2 separate regions of the Zea mays genome follow, and region 2 is linked to region 1. A link is a contact called in public Hi-C data. All regions are on one chromosome and are shown on one strand. Each heading gives the region's core, a stretch centred on a gene start, on an enhancer-like site or on the middle of the called end of the contact. The rest is flanking DNA. Distances are from core to core; before and after follow the strand shown. Region 1 holds the start of LOC103635772. Region 2 holds the start of LOC100278125.

What was found. Hi-C and Micro-C count contacts between places; a contact is called where the count stands out from the background.
Region 2: a Hi-C map of leaf shows a contact between it and region 1, with 4 times the contacts expected there. The contact joins the promoter of LOC100278125 here to the promoter of LOC103635772 in region 1. A contact is called at or near these places in 5 of 25 Hi-C or Micro-C datasets (bundle sheath, ear, leaf and 1 more).

Annotation. Positions count from the first base shown.
Region 1 is chr8:119,986,230-119,993,817 of Zm-B73-REFERENCE-NAM-5.0, forward strand. It overlaps LOC103635772, which reads left to right and starts at 3,089. Exons shown (of 4, transcript XM_008658152.3): 1 at 3,089-3,407; 2 at 3,530-3,974; 3 at 4,077-6,209. The coding sequence starts at 3,569.
Region 2 is chr8:120,235,594-120,243,181 of Zm-B73-REFERENCE-NAM-5.0, forward strand. LOC100278125 reads left to right here and starts at 4,634. Exons shown (of 18, transcript NM_001349967.1): 1 at 4,634-4,831; 2 at 5,999-6,068; 3 at 6,131-6,595; 4 at 6,686-6,832; 5 at 6,941-7,054; 6 at 7,317-7,375; 7 at 7,451-7,517. The coding sequence starts at 4,788.

The DNA of each region.
Region 1 (7,588 bases), core at 1,839-4,338:
TAAGCTAACCTGTTCTGCAGTGTCCATCCCTTTTGCCATGAGCACGTCGACGACTGCTTCCTCGAGTAGACAGGCCACATGGAGTGAGGTCTCCGGGGAAACAGAAGTTTAGGCTCCATTAGGCGGCAAAACATGTGCGAGCGGACCTGTGCCACTATCGTAGTCGGGGCCGAGGACTGGCAAGGCGCCGCTGCGAAGTACAAATATATAGCATAGTTAGCCCTCTAAAATACTTTAGAACCAAAATCTCACAAAATGAAAACACTGGCCTAACCGAGGCACAGGTTACAACAGACATCTGAAGATATTTCCAGGCCCTAAACGCAGATGGCATGGCATCCTGCTTTGAGAAACACGAATTTTGTTCCGCGGTGCCATTACCGTTGGCGCTCGCTGCCGGCAGCGGCATGCCTAGCCCCAGCCCCGCGGCGGCGAGCTTGGCATGGATGCGGGGGCGAGCTTGACATGGATGCGGCGACGAGCTTGGCATATAAGTAGTTCATCTACAACAGTACAAAAACATCAATACCAAGTGTCAAAAGAATTGTACAACAATGGTTGAGGAAAGAATAAAAGCAACAGAATTGTTGCGGGGCCTCTCATGTATTTGTGTGTGCCCAGCAACCCTAGAAGGATAACGCATAATTAAAGTTCATACACACACATGTATATACAAACCGTCATTGGTTTATCTAGGTTCGCATCAATAGAAATTCAGCACAGTGGTCCTAAGCAAGGCCTATATGTAGCACTCTTAAATCTTAATGGTACATCTGTGCAGATCACCCACACAAAAATGTACTCCCAGCTTCTAGATTCTAATGTATCATGATTACTACTGTGCTTTCTATAGACTGGCAGTCCCAGTGCAAGTAAACTGGGAGTAAATTACATTTTATATAAGAGAAGACATAGTTTGATGATGAAAAGCTTTCTGCTGTCCACCATGCACTATAGGTACAACAAAATCGACTAAAAAGTTGCAGTAGCAACGCAAACAAGTGAATCAAGTATTAAGTATACTACAGGTTCCCAAGTCTCAATCAATACACTAAAGTGCTAATCAGCATGGAGTAACCAATAAATGCATTCGTTGGGACAAAAACAAGAAGACATAAGCACGCTTACCCTCGTGGAAACCCTGAGCAGCAGAGCTAGGACAGGTCTGCACACAAGAGAAAATGTTACCAGTAGGATTAGTCAGCATTCACATTCCTCTGGACGCAAGCAAAATCTAACCTAATGCTGTGGAGTCGCACATCAGTGTCCAGCTACTTGTGAGAGCGCAATCCACCTCAAGGAGCATCGCGGGATTCACATTCCACAGTAGAAGCCTGACAACGGGAGCAAGGGGGCCAGGGGGTGTAACAACTGACCTTCTCGCGGTCGATTGGTTCGGGGCGGAGGCGCGCCATCGGGGGCGGACCACGGTGCTGCATGCGAGACTTACCGAACCCCAAAAAACAGGGTGCTCGATGACGACATCAATCTGGGGTGACCTGAAGGAGCCCGAGAAGCCGTCGCAGGGTATTCCTGTTCCTACCGGCAGCAGGGGAGGAGAAATCCGTGGGCGCGCGGTTGGAGCTCTCGGGCATCGCGCAATCGCCAACTCGTTGTACCCGAAGGCGTCGACGACGCAGTCGAAGTCGGTGGCTGGCGCGAGCGACGTCGCCAGGTGGGTGTTTTCGTTTACCTATCCCACCCAGATCTGGTAGGAGTAGCGAGGTTTGGGAGGAGGACATACCAGGGTCGAGGCGTAGAGGTGGCGCTCCAGCGGTGACCATGGCGAGGGGGAGGGTGCGCCCTGCGGCGGAGGTGGAGGCGATGGGAGGTCATGGCGGCGCGGTCGTCGTTGTCGGGGGCCGTGAGGCATCTATCGCGGCAGGGGCAGGGCCGCAGGGGACGAGCAGCGCGGTAGAGAGAGGAACGTGCGGGGAAGGTTAGGGATTGGGGTGCGGTCGTGCGGTGGAGGGGAATGGAGCGTGAGAGACGCAGATGCACGATAGGATACGGACGGTCCAGATTGATGGACGACAGAACGAGGGGAGGCAAACTACTATTGCTTACTTAATAAGTAGTAGAGATTATACTTGCTCTATAGCAAACTTAGTATATCTCAGTCCCTTTCTTGTTTGAGTGAATCTATACAAACTTGTGTTAGGAAAAACTTTTGTTCGTTGTGGTTTTAAAGTTATATATATATATATATATATATATATATATATATGCTATTTTAGTAGTGAGATATATGGTCTAGACATCTTGGTGAGACGTTCAAGGAAACCCTTTTTTAGTGTTTATATTTATACTATATCTATATGTGAGACAATTCTTTTATTTGTTGTATTTGTAAGTTATATGTGCTACTAACACAATGTTTGTGCGTTGCGATCGCTATATATTACATAGTTAGATTTTATTTAACTTGATCAGAGGATGACCTAACTCGTTGTCCATTGAGCCCGTTGTTCATTCTATTTATCCCATAGTTGTATTTTGTTTAACCTCGTCTGAGCACGATCTGGCCTACCGTTGTCAATTAAGTTCATTGTCCATTGGTTTCTCTTGGAGAGGTTTGGATAGGGTTAGGATAGGGAAAGGGAAATAGGATAGGATAGTTTGCACCAAAAATTGCACCTTCCTTGCATATATACATTTTATATATTAAGAGTTTTGTTGGGTCTTTAATAACTTAAAACCTATCAATCGTCATCCACCGCCAGTCTCACCCATCTCTTCCAGGCATCACCTCTTCGTCCTCTTCAGTCTCATAGTTTTTTTTTGCTTTATTGCTCACGTACATTGGTTGGTAAAAGCAAACTTCACTCCCTTGATGCAGATTCTTCTCTTGTTTAGCTAGCTATCCAGAAGATATAACTTATGCAATCAATTATATTGGTGTAAATGTGTAATTAAGCAATCTCGTGCATTCAATCGTAATATAACAGTGATTGCTATTTTATATTTAACCATTTCCACCTAAAACCTACCAGAATGGTACTAGCTTTTAGATAGATAAAAAGGGTCAATCAGAATCCCATTTTACATTTCTAGATGAACCTACCAGAATGTTTAATGTGATTCTGGCGTGACATGCACAGAGAAGCATTAGGAAAATACGACGGTGACGACTCACGACACGAGCATCAAAACAATCTCTACCCTCCCCGTGATGAGAGAACACAGAACAGTCTGTACCCGCTTGAGCTCGGGCCAAGAGCGCCGATACACGATACGGCAGCCGAGCACACTCTTCCCCTTCCTGACCTCCACTTCCTAGCTCGGCCCCGGCTCCGCATCTATCTATCTCTCGCCCTGCCGTCTCCGGAGACCGGAGCTGCTCTCACATCCCCACGCGCGCGCCCTCGACCCCGACCACGTCCCCCGCCCGCTCGGCGCTCGCACAGGTAAATTCCGTGCTCCCCCGCACTGATCCGCTCATAGGGTTTCGGCGCCCCGCCGGATCGATGAGAAACTCCGAGCTCCCCCTCTCGCTGACTTCCTGCCACCGCTGTTCAAGTCCTTCCAGATTCCCTCGTCCGGGGAGCGGCGCTGAGGTCTCGCACCGATGAGCTCGGGGGCCATCGGGGCCTCGGATCCTGGGGGTGGCGAGACGAAGCCGGTGGCGGGCGGTGACGTCACGACGTCGGAAGCTGCGGGCGAGGTGCCTGCTTTCGCCGCCGATGTGAAAGTGGAGGGGAAAGCTACGTTGGCGACGGATGTGGATCGTGAAGGGGGAGATACGGCGGTGAGCGACCCGCTCTACGCGAACGAGTCAGCTGGTATGGTTGGTGCCGAAGGCCACGGAGATGAGCCCGCGGAGGGCCTGGAGGCGGTGAATGGTGAGGAGGAGATGCTAGAAGCAGGAGCTCGTGATCTGCTCACTGAGACGGAGAAGAATCCGGTTCTTGTGGTACATGTGCCTGCTGCTGCTGCTGGTGGTGGTTCTGCCATTCCTGAACATGCTGAAGCCGGTAAGGAGACTGCTCAGAGCCCTGTGCTTGTAGGCGTGCTGCATATTGATGGCACCGTTTTTACTCATCAACATCTTTAATTATATCCCTATTCCATTTCAGAATCTAACAAAGTTGAAGATCATGTAAACGTGGAGCCTGGGACAAAGAATAATGAAAGTGATAATGGCATAGCTCATTTTGATAAGGAAATACAGAACAATGTGCCTGATGACATAGAGGAAAGCTCCAAGGAACATGAAGGTGATGGAGCACCTGTAGTTGACCAGACAAATAATGCATCTGAAATGCTCCCACAAACCGGAGAGCAGTTTCCTGATGTTGAAAATAGCACGGACAGCAACCTAGAGGCTGCTAGTCTGGGTAGTGTGGATCAGGGTGCTAGATACTGCCTGCCTCCTCATGATAAAGGCGGGTTTCAAGTTGCTGATCTTGTCTGGGGTAAAGTGAAAAGTCATCCTTGGTGGCCTGGTGAAATTTTTGATCCATCAGATGCATCTGAATTGGCTCTGAAACATCAGAAAAAGGGCAGCCACTTGGTAGCTTATTTTGGTGACAACACTTTTGCGTGGTGCGATGAATCCCAGTTGAAGCCTTTTGTGACAAATTATTCACAAATGGAGAAACAGAGCAGTTCAGATGCCTTTGTTGGGTCAGTTAATAATGCACTTGAAGAACTGTCAAGGCGGATACTGTCAGGTATGAGCTGCTCTTGTTTGCCAGAAGAGCTTGCTGATAATGGCATGTCCTATACAGTTGATAATGCTGGGCTCAAGGATGGAGTTACTTGCTCTGCAGTTAATCGGCCTGAAATCTTAAACTGTTTCAGTCCAGAAAACCTTCTTCATTATATTAAGGAGTTAGCTCTATTTCCTGGCCAAGGAGGTGATCTGTTGGAGTTAGTTATAGCATGTTCTCAACTTACTTCTTTCTATCGATCTAAGGGATGTCCTGAACTTGCATCATTTCAAACTGGCGATGCGTGGGTTGAGGATGGTCTGGATTGTACAGACACTTTGTCCACCCAGAATGTAATGGTTGAGGAACCTGTGATTAATGAAGTGCATCCTACTCAAGATAAGCCCAAAAGGGGCAGGGGGAGACCTCGGAAACAAAAACCTGGTGGTGACCAGGTGGTGATGGAGAAAAGGAGCATATCTAATCAGGTCAATGATACTAGCTACAATGAGAAACAAGTGGGTATGGACTTTGATAACTATGGCAACCTACAGAACAAGAACAAAAGAAACTTTGAATCATTTGAAGATTCAGAGAAGTCATCAGCTCCAACTGGTGGTAGTTCTTTCAAGATTGGTGAGTGTATTCGGCGAGCTGCAAGCCAGCTGACAGGATCTCCGTCCATTATGAAGGCTCAGAATGCTGCTGAAGGAGAGAATGGGGAATTTGATATCTTTAGTGATGATGCTGGTGATGAACTTACTGTAGAGAAACGAGCAAAAAGGAGAAGTCTGCACAGGAATCACACTGCAGATCCCAAGGAATTACTATCACAGCTATGCTTGGTTGCAACAGAGCCAATGAATGGATATAATTTCTCAGTAATGATAATCAGTTACTTCAGTGATTACAGAAACTATATTGTTTCTACTACTACTGAAGCAAACATCGTTGATAAAGGTACATCTAGGAGAGGGAGGAAGAGAAAAGAAGTTTTACCTTCTCCTGATGTAGAGACAACAGATCATATGCAGGACTCGTATTGGTCCGGATTGAGCTTGCATAATCACCCAATCCATGACCTCAGAAAAGAGAGTCCCACTACAAGGCCAAGACGTAGGCGGAGATCCTCAAGTCATGCATATGTACCTTTGTCAGAACTTGGGGAGCCAGTACCTAAAAAACAGATACAAGTGATGGAAAGATCTATCATCCATGTTGACGAGAAGATGATTGATGAGTTGAAGCCCACTGCACTTGTTTTGAGCTTTGCCAGGTCAGCTTCTATTCCTTCAGAATTGGATCTTGTTAAGATGTTCAGTCGCTTTGGTCCACTGAAAGAAAGGGAGGCAGAAGTACACAGGGAAACAAATACTGTTAAAGTTGTCTTCAAGAAACGTGCCGATGCTGAAAGGGCTTTTAGCGCTGCTGGCAAGTATGGCACTTTTGGACCTTCGCTTCGAAGTTACCGTCTTGTCAGTATGCCATTTTCTCTAGAGACACAGTCAGCAAACAATCCTGTGAAACATCCTGAAAATCATGGCATGGAGATTCCAGGTAAACATTCTTACAATTTATGTGTCCATGCATAGTACTTCGGTTTAAATTTTTTCGAAATATGGGGCGTGTTAGTTAATTAGGATTTAGAAGTATCTTCATAAATTTTGACCAACATTACTCTAATTATATTCATGATTAGGACATGGTATCAAATTATCAATGGATTCACATTCCACATATAGTTCAACGCAAGTTGGTTAATTGATAGTCAAAAAATATTCTACATACCTTTTTTTTTTTAATTTTGAGTCCTAATACACCTTAGGTTTTTTTTTTGGAAAGCGCAGGAGAGCTGCGTTTCATTGATCAATGAGAGAAAGAAGGCCCCCATACAACCCCAAAGCTCTCATAACGGGGGCCATGTATGAGAGAAGGGAACACACACCTCTAGGACAACAGAAAGAAAAAACACACCTGAACCGACCCTAACCAGGAACTAATTAGTTCCACAAATGCCTAAGGCTTGGAGATTTTTGGCTCCAGCCAGGCACCACAAGCTGTGCTCATCCCTAAAATTAAACAAAATCAGACTAATAGAGGGAGGTTCAGCCTTAAAAAATACAATCATTTATATGCTTCCATAAATCCATATACTCCAGGCTCCTAAGATGATCAGGGAGTTTAGTCCTTTTCTTTTCTCCTTACTGATCAGCGGTAGAGCCTACCGTCTGTAACCGGAAGGTCCCGGGTTCGAGCCCCAGCCTCTGCATATTATGCGGGTAAGGCTTGGCGCTTAAAGATACCCTTCCCCAGACCCTGCACAGTGCGGAAAGCCTACGGCACTGGGTACGCCCCTTTTTACTGTTTTTTCTCGAAACATCTCTCCACCATTCAGCAAAATTATTATCTTGTTGTCTGGGGACCAAGGTTGAGAGGTTCAGAGTAGAGAACAGAGAACCAGACTTGTCTGGCAACCACACAAGAAGTTGACAGATGTTGGATGGTCTCATCCTCTTGATCACAGAGGGCACATCTGTCTGGATGAGGTAGGCCTCTTCTAGCAAGCCGATCAGAAGTCCAACATCTATTTCTGACAGCCAGCCACATAAACATCTTGCATTTGTTTGGCGCCCATGTTTTCCAGATTCTCTTCCGTGGTTCAAAGGTAGTAGAACCCTCAAAGAAGGCCCTGTAAGCTGATTTTGAGGAGTATGCCCCATCTGATTCCAGCTTCCATATGTGTCTATCTTCCTGTTCAGTTAAGGTCACATCCTGAATATGATCCCAGAGTCTGAAAAATTCTGCCAGGAAATCCCACCTTGAATGTCATTGACCCAATCATTATTAACCAGGGACTCAACAACATATTTTCTTCTTCTGGTTCTAACTAGGACATTAGCAAAAAGCTGTAGAGTACCTTAGAAAAATAAACGGAG
Region 2 (7,588 bases), core at 3,384-5,883, 250 kb after region 1:
CCTCCCTAAGAGAAAGGATGTCCTGATTGGGGTCCAACGGCTGCAGAGTAGCAGCCCCTGTTGCTGAAGCTTTTTTCGGCGGCATGACGAAGGTGATGCTTGCCAAAGGTGTTCGGAGCTCAAGAAATGGAAGTGAGTTCACCGGAGGTGGGCGCCAATGTTGGGGCCTTGTTCTCAAATGCTATGAATTAAGAACAAGGCAACACACAATGTTAAATATCAAAGCCCTTCGTCCTTTGAAACATTATTTCCCCTTGGATATAATGAATTTCGGACGAAGGTTATGAAGGTCATACCTTCATAATAATAAAAGATAAAAAAGATTTATGCATAAAATACGGAAAATAACATAATTACTTTAAACATTATTATTAATTTTATTTCTATTCATTTTACTTATATAAACGATGACAAATTACAAATGTACCTTCGGCTTGAAGGAAAGTAAGGGTACAAGCGTGATGCCAATGCCAAGTCAGCGTGAACAGTACATGAGTACTGTTCATTTATTTATAGGCACGGGACGCAGCCCATGTAAAATTATATTAATGTCCTTTGCTTTTATCAATAACTCTATAGTAATTCTTCGAGGTCTAACTTGGCTTTTCATCTTTAAGTCGGTTCCCCTTTTCTGCTGTCATGCCGAAGCCTTGCACGTAGCTTCGTGATCGCTTCATCCTTCGTCACGATCGTCTTCCATTTCAGTCAAGCTTCGTCTTGACCATGCTTTTGTATACCTGCAACCTGATTCCGAAGACACCTGCTCGCATACTTGGAAAACATTGTCAAATTATGTTTTTGAGGACCTTCGGAAGCCGAAGACCCCCAACAGCTTCCATAGCTCCTTATCTTGTTGATGAGGGTCTTGAGCCTGTTGTATGTTTGGGTTGGCTCCTCCCCTCTTATCATCGCGAATCTCCCGAGTTCGCCTTCCACCAATTCCATCTTGGTGAGCATGGTGACGTCGTTCCTCTCATGTGAGATCTTGAGGGTGTCCCAGATCTGCTTGGCATTGTCCAAGCCGCTCACCTTATGGTATTCATTCCTGCACAATGAAGCTAGAAGAACAGTAGTAGCTTGTGCATTTTTGTGAATTTGCTCGTTAATGAACATGGGACTATCAGTACTATCAAATTTCATTCCACTCTCTACTATCTCCCATATGCTCGGATGGAGAGAGAACAAGTGACTACGCATTTTGTGACTCCAAAATCCGTAGTCCTCTCCATCAAAGTGAGGAGGTTTGCCAAGTGGAATGGAGAGCAAATGAGTATTTGTACTTTGCGGAATTAACCGTCTTTCTTTTGTCGTAGTCGTTGTCGTCGTTGTCCTTTTGGGAAGAAGTGGACTCGTCGCTGTCGTCGTAGTAGACAATCTCCTTGATGCGCCTCGTCTTCTTCTTCTTCCCATCTCTTCGTTTGTGACCCGAGCCCGAGTCGGTAGGCTTGTCATCTTTCGGCTCGTTGACGAAGCACTCCTTCTCCTTATCATTGATCACAATCCCCTTTCCCTTAGGATCCATCTCTTCGGGCGATTAGTCCCTTTCTTGAAGAGAACGACTCTGATACCAATTGAGAGCACCTAGAGGGGGGGTGAATAGGTGATCATGTAAAAACTTGATATTTAACTCACAAAACTTGATTAGGAGTTAGCACAAATAATGCCAAGTGGCTAGAGAGGAGTCTTAGCAAAACACAATAACCACAAGAAGATCAACACAGATAGACACAGTGGTTTATCCCGTGGTTCGGCCAAGTCCAACACTTGCCTAGTCCACGTTGTGGCGTCCCAACGGACGAGGGTTGCAATCAACCCCTCTCAAGTGGTCCAAAGACCTACTTGAATACCACGGTGTTTTTGCTTTGCTTTACTTTATCCCGCTTGCGAGGAATCTCCACAACTTGGAGTCTCTCGCCCTTACAAAGATGTTCACAAAGAAGCACAGAGTAAGGGAGGGATGAACAACTCACACAAGACACAAAGATCACAGCAAATACGCACACACAAGACCCAGACTTGAGCTCAAGAGACTATCACGAGTTTCACACTAGAACGGAGCTCAAATCACTAAGAATGTCGAACAAGTGCGCAAGAATGAAGTGTGAGTGATCAACAATGCTCAAGGAATGCTTGGTGTTCTCCTCCATGCGCCTAGGGGTCCCTTTTATAGCCCCAAGGCAGCTAGGAGCCGTTGAGAGCAATCCAGGAAGGCAATTCTTGCCTTCTGTCGCTTGGCGCACCGGACAGTCCGGTGCACCACCGGACACTGTCCGGTGCGGATCTCTTTCCTTATTTGGCGAAGCCGACCGTTGGCGCCTTAGAGCCGTTGGCGCACCGGACACTGTCCGGTGCACACCGGACAGTCCGGTGCCCCCTTCTAGCCGTTGGCTCGGCCACGCGTCGCGCCCGGATTAAGCGGCCGACCGTTGGCCCGGCGACCGTTGGCTCATCGGACACTGTCCGGTGCACACCGGACAGTCCGGTGAATTATAGCCGTACGCCGTTAATTATTTCCCGAGAGCAGCAAGTTCGCCTGAGCCAGCCTGGCGCACCGGACACTGTCCGGTGCACCACCGGACAGTCTGGTGCACCCAGACAGAGCTGACTTTGGCTGAACAAAGCCATCTCTCTTCCAATTTGATTTCTCATGTTTCCAGCACTTAGACACAATACATTAGTCTCTAAAACAATGTACTAAGTCTGAGAAACATACCTTTATACTTGATTTGTACTTTATCCACCATTTGACACTTAGGCACTTGTGTTGGACACTAAATCACCAAAACACTTAGAAATGGCCCAAGGGCACATTTCCCTTTCAAAGCCTAAGAGAGTTTTTCACGGGTCGAGCTCGTTACGAAAAATGATCTGGCACCGTGAAGGGGCTACTGTTGGGGTCTGCTTCGTCACCGAAGGTCCCATAAGAAGAAACACCTTCGGAAGACTGGTACAAAGCCGAAGCTATCAACCAAAGAGCTTCAGAATTCATTTCCAAATGCACCGACTTAAAGATGAAATGACCAATCGGCCTGTGATAACTTGTATTATGATTGTAAACCTTTGTAAAGGACATGAATGTTATTTTTCACAGGCTGTGTCCTGTGCCTATAAATAGGTGAACAGTACCCCTGTACTGTTCACGCTATCTTGTATTCGCTTGGGCACAACACTCGGATTTTTGCCTTCTGTCAAGCCGAAGGTATAAATGTAATTAAATATCGTATTTAAATATCCAAGTTTATATAATGAAGACATGTGAATGATATTATATGTTTGTTCATGTTATCTTTCATGTTTCATATGATTCACTTTTCATTTTCTTATATCATGATGATGAAGGTACGTCCTTCATGACTTTCGTCCGAAGATCGTTATATCATAAGGGAAATAATGCTTCGAAAGACGAAGGACATTAACATTTAATACTTTGTGTTGTCTTGTTCTTGACTCATAGCATTTGAAAACAAGTCCCCAACACGTCCCAACTTTCAGCTCTAAATCAAACACATGAAAAATGTTGTAGGGACACACAATACAAAAGGCTTACACGTAGAGATAGATCCATTTGAGCTCATTTCTAGGTTGGAGATGAGCACGGGAAGAGAAGCATTGGCGGTAGTCAAAGCTTGATGCCTGGTAATAGTGGCAATGAGCCAATGACCAATGAGTACTGGAACAGAGGCACGAGTCAGGTATTAAAAACATCGAGTCTCATATATTCTACTAAAATATCGACAACTTGATTTGTGTTTGCACAAAACAACAATTTTCTTACTCCGTATCAACCCAAATCATCAGCGAGCTTAATTTAACACTTAAATTTGGAACTTCAAACTTACGTTTAGATGGTCTAGATGTACATCTATATCTCCCGGCCTCAACTAATTGAGTGCCTGTTTGTTTCGGATTTTCGCAGCTTCTGGCCACCAAAAGCTGTTGCGGACTGTCAAACACTCAGCTTTTCAGCCAGCTTCTATAAAATTCGTTTGGGTAAAAAACATTCAAAATCAACATAAACATATAATCAGTTGAGTCGTCGCAATAGTAGTAATCCGTCACTTTATAGATCCTAAGCCTCATTGACAACTTTATCTTCCTTCGCACGTAATTCTAATGATACTCAGATTCTCTACACAGCCAGATTCTCCCTACAGCTAGATTCTCGGAAAAGCTGGTCAGAAAAAAGTTGAACCAAACAAGTTAGGTTCAAATTTGTACCGTGAACCATGAAATATAGCTTGGCTTTTTAGCTCTGGTATGCCTATCAACAACTATTTTGTCAGCAAGAAGGGAACTTGCTGTAGGTGCCGTCGGTTGCATTCACGGAGACAAAAAGAAAATCCTCAGCAAAGACACTGGGCACCGGACTGGCGACGGCCCAACCGCCGGAAGGCCCGGGATGAAACAACACGAGGTGGCACCATCACGCCGCGCACGGAGGATCGGGATCTCGGTCTCGCGGAGGACACAAGTCACGGAACCCGCACTGCGTACACCACACCGCACACTGCGACTGGCAACTGGGCCCCGTACCTTCCTTCACTTCTCCGTGTCAACCAGGAAAAGACCGCGCGGCGCGACCCACGAGGGTGGTCATCCCCATTTCTCCTCGAACCCCCAGGTCCCCCACACAACGCAGATACGGACACTCTCCTACTCCGCCCTCCCCCTGCGCCCCGCGCAGCGCACGCCCAGCCCAGTCCAGCCGGAGGAGACCAGATCAAAGCGCCACCGCCACGCCGTACTCTAGCTAATCCCGCCGCCGCGCCGGGGTCGCGAGGAGGAGGATGAAGCCCAAGAGCCTCCCGTTCATCGCCTTCGAGCACAAGCGGTGCGTTCCCGTCACCCACCCGGCCGGCCACCCCGCTCTCGTCGCGTTTCGGTAGCTTCCGACGGGTTCGGGCTCCTCCCCACTTGCTCCGCTGCGGAGGTTCCCGCTCCGCGTCCGCGGGTTTTGACGCACGAGTACTTGTGTTCGCTTCCCGGGGATCTCGGCCAGTTGCGGCGCTGGGATTTCTCTTGCCGGTTTTTTCCCCTGGAAATGCGGCGGGAAATTCCGCGCGCTTGCACGCGCCCGCTGGGAATCTGGTCCCCTCCGCGAATCGGAGAAAGGGTAGGCGTTCAGCTTCGTGTGATTTACTTGGTGGAACTGCCCGAATCGGGAGCTCTGCAGTGCTCTGCCGTTTGTCTTTTCGAAAAGATCTGGAGTTTCTGTGGCCGTTTCCTGCACTAGGACGGGCGGTTTTTAGGTTTCGTTTTGGCGGGACAGCGGCTTCTGGAATTATGTCGTGTACTCATCAAATCCGGAGTGAATATGACTAGCTATAGCGAAGTAGCTCTCGCTGTTTTGAATCTGGGAGGGATGCGCATGTAGGACCCTCGAGTTTCAAGCGCTAGGTAGCTGCATTTTAGTTGGAACACTCCTTTCTAGAGATGGCAACGGGGAATTCCCCATCGGGTTTTGGCTCCCCATCCCCGTCCCCGCGATGAAAAAACTTCCCCGCGGGGATCCCCACGAACGCTTGCGGGGGACATTTCTTCCCCATCCCCGTTACCCGCGGGGATAAATCCCCATCGGGGATCCCCGTCCCCGCTTAAATTATAATTAGATCATACTATAATTTGTGATTAATGTAAAACATTTTCACTTATACACATTGTTAGATGTAAAAATCATTATGTGTACATTAAAATGAATGCATTTGTACAACTAGTGATCTCTTGGCAAGATAATTATTTATTTTTTATCATTAACTATTATATGAAAACATCGTCACATGTAAGTTTAACGGGTCCCCGCGGGGAACGAGGATGGGGAATGCTTCCCCATCCCCATCCCCGTTTACCCGTCGGGGGAGAAATTTTCCCCGTTTACATCCCCGTGGGGGAAGAAATTTCCCCATCCCCGTCCCCTAATAGAGGAATTCCCCGCGGGGAATCGGGGATCGGGTCCCCATTGCCATCTCTACTCCTTTCTGACGCTGTATGGTTGAATCAGGGATGCATACGGCTTTGCTGTGCGGCCGCAACACCTGCAACGTTACAAGGAGTACGCTGGCATCTACAAGGTAGAAGACACACTCCTGATTTTTTATCTGCATTGTATGATCTTGACACGCTGCACTTGTAGGAAGAAGAGGAGGAGAGATCTGACAGGTGGAAGAATTTTCTGGAGAGGCAGCCTGAATCATCCGGACAAGATGCTGGTGGTAATGCTAAGGATGATGGTTCCGAATCACTGCATGAGAAGACGGTAGTTGGACCACGAAAGATTGAAATATGGACGCCAATTAGACCGTCCCTGAGCAACATCGAGCAGATGATGAGCTTGCGCATCGAGAAGAAGCAATCCTCTGCTAGCAAGCAGCAAGCAAAGGATGTAATCCATCCTGTGAAAGTTGAGGAGGGCAAGTTGTCAGAGGATTCAGACGACGAGTTCTATGATGTAGATAAGGTTGATCCGAGCCAAGAAGTGCAGCCGAGCGATACTGGGAATGCTGATGTTGGAAGCAGGAGTCAAGAAGAAAATTACATTTCAAAGGAAGAGTTGGAGTGTCTAGTCCATGGTGGACTACCGATGGCTTTGAGGGGAGAGGTGCAGCCTGATCACTGGAGCATTTTGTTTCTTTCTTTTACTTTCGATTTGTTCAGTTCATTCAGCAGCTGTGTGATTTTCTGGTGACAGCTATGGCAAGCTTTTGTTGGTACTGGAGCTCGTAGGGTAGAAGGGTATTATGATAATCTGGCAGCAGAGGGTGAATTAGATAACAAACGTTCAGATTCTCGAACCTCGGAAGGTGTTCACGAGAAGTGGATTGGACAAATAGAGAAGGTAGCTGTTTATGTACATTTTCACGGGGAAGCACCTTGTATTTTTTGGATAAAATATACTGCTGTGCTGGAAAGTCTAATAGACTCCAATATGTACCTTCCCTCATAGGATTTGCCCAGAACTTTTCCTGGTCATCCTGCTTTAGATGAGGATGGAAGAAATGCTTTGAGACGCTTGCTTATAGCTTATGCGAAACACAACCCATCAGTTGGTTACTGCCAGGTAAATATACCCATAACACATTGATCCTCATTATTTCTTTTTATCTTACCAGAGTGGATTGCTTATATATTATATATATAGTTAGTTAGTTAGTTAGTTACCACCTCACTCCACACAAGTGAACCTAAAACCAAACATTCAATGCTTCCAACGATATGAATTAATTGCAGTCTTTCTCAATCAATATTCTGTGTTTTATCAACATTTTAGCCCAGAAACCCAACATTTCTCTCAACATAGATTTGTCTATTGAATGCTGTAGGCAATGAACTTTTTTGCTGGTCTCTTGCTTCTATTGATGCCGGAGGAGAATGCGTTTTGGTATGCCCGAGGACACTGTATTTCATGTTGTTGGATTAAATAATCTGTTAATTTTTTCGCTGGTGTATATTACAGGACATTGGTTGGGATTATGGATGACTATTTTGATGGCTACTTTTCTGAAGAAATGATTGAGTCACAGGTCTTGTGAATTGTCTATTTCTCACTCAGTAATGTTTGTTTTGCATGTTAGGGGTGCTTGAAGCCCCCAGT